Linked DNA regions of Mus musculus: region 1 is linked to region 2. Evidence: chromatin contacts called from public HiChIP or PLAC-seq data. All regions are on one chromosome and are shown on one strand. Each heading gives the region's core, a stretch centred on a gene start, on an enhancer-like site or on the middle of the called end of the contact. The rest is flanking DNA. Distances are from core to core; before and after follow the strand shown.

Region 1 (2,963 bases), core at 225-2,724, 680 kb before region 2:
TCCTCAACACAGAACAACTTGGAAACATAGGAACTTCAAAGACAACTGCATTTGATCTTTGTGATGTCTTGTTTCTAACTTTATGTTTTTGCCTCTGCCGCCATTTCTTCTTCCCCAATCCTCATGTGCATACACACATGCATGTACATACACACAGACCCATGTTTCCAATGTATGATCAAGACCTAGTCAGTCAGGACTGTCATATCAAATTACACAAAGTGTGACGATGTAAGACATACAGGTTATCAGAAGGATAGTATGTACTAAGAAGAGAAATGTTCCTTCAGAGTCCTGGATCCTGTTGCTCCTGTATGCTGATCTCATTAATCCCAGGAATGGTTTGTACTTATATCCCCTGGGCCACCTTTTAAGCCAAAACCACAGTGGTTGGTTCTATAGAAAATAAAAATCCATTTATTTATTAATATTAAATGCTGTCTGATTCCTACATGCCACTGGATGATGAGAGAGAAAAAGATTTACCACTTGCCATGTCACTAATTAGGCATGTGGTCTTGGGCACATTCAGTGACCTGACTGAATGTCTACTGTTGCCTCTTGTTCTGAGAATCAAGGAACTGCATGTAAAGATAATGCATGAGGGATAGCTTACATAGGTGGCAGACATGATTCCAGGAGGGACGTTCTCTCCATGACAATAATGATCAGAGTGAAGAGTGAGAAAGGAGTAGGTGAGACAACATCTTCAGGACATGAGCAGAAGCCAGACCTGGGCTACACTGGGCTACCCTGGGCCACTCTGGGATACCCCAGGCAAATGGTTGATTCTCTGAATGTTTCTGTTTCTTTATTCCTTTTTAAACAGGGCGCTATTTGGAGTTCTTATTGTTTGGGTAACAATTTATCATTTTTTCAGAGTCATCTCCTCTGCATGCTTACTTAGCTCTATATGGGAGGCCTGTAGAAAGGTCAGCATATGCTAATTTGCATAAGTCCTTGGGTAGCTGGCTGTCCTGTGAACTGCCATCAATGAGAAGATTTGGACTAGGGCCCAACTGATCTTTTGGAATCTTTTCAACACTAGGACAGTGCATTTATAGGTACCATAAAAATGGCCTTTCTAAATGTCTTTGTTCATACACAAGAATCACATTGTAAACACCACATGAGCTGGACTTACCTTAGTAAATACATCACTGAAAAAGAAAAAAAAAAGAAATATATCATCGTATTTCTTATAGCTGACACAGTAAACTCTTAGAAACATTGTGTATGACAGAGAGACAGAGGGTGTTCTCCACACACTGAGGTAGGTAGCCCTGGCATAAGTGACTGGTTCTTCCATCTGGTTTACCTCTAACCCTTCTGGATGAAGACACCAGAATGAAACACCAATTTCTTTCTTTCCCTTGCCAGTAGGATTTTGCAGGGTTCTTGCTGTATTGTGCATTGAGAGCCTTCATTAGCAATGCAATCGCTTCAGAAGGTGACACATGACTCATACAAGGTCTAGAAATAGCACTGTGGAAAATTGCTTTTATGTAATCTTTCTCGGCGTGTCATTTGGTGAGTGCTTATCATCCCAGCAGAAACAAGTGGGAAAGATCACATCTTGTGGGGCCTCCGGGGATGCGCTGGCTCTCAGAGTCAGGCCACTGCCTCACAGGCCTCTGCAAACCACTAGAAGTTTGGGAGCATTTTAGGTACAATAGAGTAGGTGAGGGGTCAATCTGCAAAGTCAGAACCAACCTTGGGTTTCAGTTCTATTGCATTTAGTACATGGGCTTCAATCAGGAGCTGCTCTTCTTCCTCCTCCTCCTCCTGCTCCTCCTCCTCCTCCTTCTTCTTTTGGTTCAAAATTAAATTTTAAATGTTTTGAAGTTGTGGTAATCTATACTTAACATGAAATCAATCAGTCCAGTTAGGTAAAGTACATATACATTATTGTGCTACCATCGTTACCATCCAGCCATCTGTTTCTGGATCTTTCTCTCTTCCTAACTTAGACTCTGTACTTACTAACCAGTAACTCTCCTCTCATTTCCTCTTTCCAAGAAGCCATCCTTTGTTGGTTGGATTTTGACCCTTCTGGGTATCTCAGGAAGTGAAGTCATGTAATAGTTGTCCTTTTGTGATTGGCTTACTTAACTTTGAGCACAACATGGTTCCCAACAACCTGTAGCATGTGTCAGAACTGAGCACTGGTAAGCAGAACCCCATTGGATTAGGCGCCACATATCATTTATCCATTCATCTATTTCATGGACACTGAGTTGCTCCTGCCTTTCAGTTATTATGACAAATGTTTCTGGGAATATGAATGTAACAGTTTTAATCGTTTCCTGTTCCCATTGTAAAAAAAAAACCAAACTCTTAAAATTAAAAGGAAAGGTCCCCAGATAAGTATGTAAACAATCTAGAAGGAGAAAGGACAGAAGCAGGTGGTCGCCCCCATCCTAGGATAGTCACAGGCAAAGTTGGGGAGGGGAAAGGAGTAGGCCTGGTTGTAAACAAGGGCAGACAACTGCATGAGTGAAAGCAGATTTTTTAAACACTCATTGGAGGTGTCACAGGCAGCTTGGAAGGGACTTTGAGAAGCTAGGCCAGGAGCCTGTGGAGGTGGCTTGTATGTAAGATGGCTTTCTATGAAAACAGGGTGGACCTGAGTCTGAATCTCCAGTAAGCACACAAAAAAGCTGTGCATGACTGTGCATGCCTGTCCCTTTAGCACTGGGGTGGAGACAGACAGATCCTGAGAGTTCTCTGACCAGCCAGCTTGGCCCAAACTGGTGAGCTTTTGATTTATGGAAAGGCCCTGTCTCAGGAAATAAGGTGGGTAAAAGTAGAGGAAGAAATCTGATTGGCTTTGGCCAATGCATTTGATGGGCATGTCTGCATTGGTATAGTATGTGCTGCTCTCACATGCACACACACACCCGGGGCAGGGTAAGTGGTTCTGGGAAACAAAGAAAGCACGCAGAGGAAGCACACAGGTTGTC
Region 2 (3,417 bases), core at 554-3,053:
CTGGTGCTTCTGGTGACACTCAGAAGTGCAGAGACTTCTTGGTAAGTCACCATGAGGGAAGAGGGTCTGAATGTGACGCAACTTTAAAAGGAAAGAAATGGCGCCGAGGCAGGGGCTAGGGGGATCCCCAGACATAAGACTCTGCCTCATAACAACCAAAAATTTTAAAAATAAATTTTAAGCAAAAGATTCTCAGCTGGGAAGATAAATAAACAAGGCCAGGCTGGTAGGCCGGCTCCCTTCATGAATGTTAAGCCGTGCCGGCCTGGTTTAATGAGTGAGCTATCAAGTGCCTAGCAAAAGTCCCAGAACACCAATAAATGTTAGTTCTTGTTTCCAACATCAATAAATGATAGCTGTTCCCCAAGTTGTTGGACATTTTCTTAGGAAAATCCTTAGACACCCTATTTAACACACCTGATTCATTCTCTCCTGGAAACGTGGGTGTACGCACAGTGCTTGTATATAATTTTATGGCATCTATGGGGAGGCCCGGAGCCTCCCCACAGGTGCATGAGCCTCCAACAACAGGAAGTGAGTGTGCAGGGCAGGACGCAGGTCTCCCAGGCCTCCGCTTCTTATGCTTTTAGAGCAGTGCCCTCTCTGTGAAAACCATGAGAAAGAAGAAGAAGAAGAAGAAGAAGAAGAAGAAGAAGAAGAAGAAGAAGAAGAAGAAGAAGAAGAAGAAGAAGAAGAAGAAGAAGAGGAAGAGGAGGAGGAGGAGGAGGAGGAAGAGGAGGAGGAGGAAGAGGAGGAGGAGGAGGAGGAGGAAGAGGAGGAAGAGGAGGAGGAGGAGGAACCTTCCAAATATTCTACACTGAAAGTTGGAATTGAGTTCTTGAAATTTGGAATAAATTCTCTGTATTAATGAAGGGCAAAATGAATTGTGCTTTCCTGTTCTTCAGAAGACTTGCAATTAGACTTACTCTTACTGCCCAACACTGAGTTATCAACTCCAAATGGGACTCCCAGTCTCCGAAGCACTGTGGCTGGTTTTCAGCTAGGACATTCAGGCCCCTAAGCCAAGACACACTAGCTGGGAGAGGAGCCTATTCCTGAACCAAAAGATCACCATGTCCCTGCTGGCAGCCAGATGTCATGGTGGCCTGTGGCAACTGGTCACATTAGGTCAATCTACAGCAAGTCAGTCTATGCCTGGACTAACTTGTGATGAATAAGCTGAAACATGCTCCACAAATTCAGTAAGAGCTCTAACAATCATTAACTCCCATTATGAAACAACGTTGTGAGTGTAAACACACCTTTAACAGACATTTCTCTAGCCAGAAGAGCTGATAAAAGGTTTGACTGGGAAGGTGGCCACAGACATGACCTATGTGCCTTTCTATTCGTTCATCTCTCTTCCTTCCTTTGGGGATCTTTTTTCTTTACCCCTTGCCTGTTTTCTATTTATAGGCATAACATATTTGAGCGCGATGACCAGATGACTAGAAATAGCCTAGGTCATTTGTTCTGTTAGCAAAGTTAGCTCCTCCCTTTCTTCAACTAATCTATGATTGTGTTTCTCGCACTTAATAATGGGTGTGAATTGAAAATGTGATACCAGATAAAGAAAAGAAAAACTAAAGTCTCCTTTTCCAGAGCCTATCACCACGAGAGCATGGGCTCTGACATTTCTGTTCTTTTCTTTTTGTTTCTCACACGCATGAGAGATTCCAGGAAAGCTTTCTTTTCTTTTCTTTCTTTTTTCAGCCTTTTTTTCTTCAAACTAAGTAGCGTTGGTACCCTGAGCCAGAGAGTGCAGTGGCTGGTGAGCGAGTGTTGACTTGTCTAAGCAAAGCACTGCTCAGAGCATTAGGAAAGGGAAATCCAGGGACTGGGAGCAGATTGTGGCAATTCCCACACACTTTGTCTCACTCTCTTCTAGCTGGGTATGCGTGGCTAAAGTCACGTTGCAGCCTCGCCTTGCAAGGAGGGAAACAATAAGCTAACAGGCTTCCAGCATAGACTTCTCACATTGGCCTCCAGAAGTTAAAATGAGTACAAGGCAGACTTCCAATCCCTAAAGAGGTTGTTGTGTATGTAAACACACACACATACTCCACACACACACTGTACATACCACACATATACATATATATGCACACACAGAGACATACAGACACACACTCCACATACCACACACAACACACTATACACACACCACACACACACACACACACACACACACACACACTACACCATACACACACATACACACATACCATACATACTTTATACATTACACACCACATACACACATGCACACATCACATACACACCACACACATACCAACCACATACACCAGCCCTAAAATAAAACATCTACTGAATACAACTTCCAACTGGGGCACAGATCTGAACAAAAAACACATTTCCTCACAACTTTGTTGCCTGGGAGTGTCTTTCTGGACCCCCTCTGTACACCACTTCTATACACACCTTCAAGATACCAAGCACTCCTGAACACTGCCTTTCTTGACCCTGGATACCAAAGAGACGTTCTGCCTTTGTAAAAGGCCACCCCTGAATAGTCTTGCTAATGTATACCTTATCTGTGGAGACAGAGATAAGAAGGCCCAATCAATAGCAGCCTGTGTATAGAACAAAGCTTTGGCTTAAATACTAAGGCTAAGAGCAACTTGGACGAAATAGGGAACTGGGCTTAGGCCAAAGTCTGGAGCTGCTGCTGGTGCAAAGAGGGCGGTTTTTTGTGTGGTAGATTTACAGCATGCAGCATAGACCATCAGCCCTCCTGACTGCCCTTAAGAGAGTTAGACATCCCGATTTGCATTCCCCACATGGCTCTTAGAAGCATCCTGAAGCTTGGCCACAAGCCAACAAGACTTGGAACGCCAAGATTCAAGATACCATTTTTTTTTTCTGGTTCACAGTATTTCTAAATATGAACTCTCCTTCTAAGCAAGGAGAATTTAATTTTTTTTCTAAGCAACAAAATTTTTATAGAGATCAAGGTAAGGAAAGCTACTGTTTTTGTCTGGTTCTCTTCAGCTGGGGTCTGGGTCCTCTTCCCATCACACTGGCCACGTAGGGCATAATAGGGCTTATATACTGGGTTTAGTATACAGATAGGTTCTCAGATCTGCATGGTTTATTGTCCTAATTTCTTTTTCTGTTGCTGTGTAAAATAAAGACAACTTAAGAGAGAATGGACTTGTTCTGGTCCAGAGTTCAGGTTAAGGTCCACTCTGGCAGAAAAGTCACAGTGGCAGGAACTGAAAGGAGCTGGTTACGTCATATTCGGAGACAGAATGAACGGGCAACAGACACCAGCATGTTGGTGCTCTCCTTCATTTCTCTGTTTTAAACATGTCAAGGCTTGGTCCTGCCCACCATCATGAATCAGGACAGTCCTTCACAGACATGCCTTAAGACCTATCTCCTGGGTGACTCTAG

Evidence for each region. HiChIP or PLAC-seq counts read pairs in DNA pulled down with a chosen protein or histone mark.
Region 1: an H3K27ac HiChIP or PLAC-seq map of cardiomyocytes shows a contact between it and region 2, with 24 times the contacts expected there. The contact joins two enhancer-like sites. A contact is called at or near these places in 2 of 484 Hi-C or Micro-C datasets (both in liver) and 3 of 115 datasets of contacts at active chromatin or transcription factors (cardiomyocytes, differentiating embryonic stem cells and fibro-adipogenic progenitors).

The regions. Positions count from the first base shown.
Region 1 is chr13:102,594,347-102,597,309 of GRCm38.p6, reverse strand. No RefSeq gene overlaps it. Among named protein-coding and RNA genes, the nearest start is that of Gm29927, 3.5 kb to the right of the region's middle. Within about 2 kb of position 1,474, at least 25 of the 459 cell types and tissues checked have an H3K27ac peak or open chromatin away from gene starts, as enhancers often do. A contact at or near this core is called in cardiomyocytes, where this site is marked.
Region 2 is chr13:101,914,162-101,917,578 of GRCm38.p6, reverse strand. No RefSeq gene overlaps it. Among named protein-coding and RNA genes, the nearest start is that of Gm41044, 98 kb to the left of the region's middle. Within about 2 kb of position 1,803, at least 56 of the 459 cell types and tissues checked have an H3K27ac peak or open chromatin away from gene starts, as enhancers often do. A contact at or near this core is called in cardiomyocytes, where this site is marked.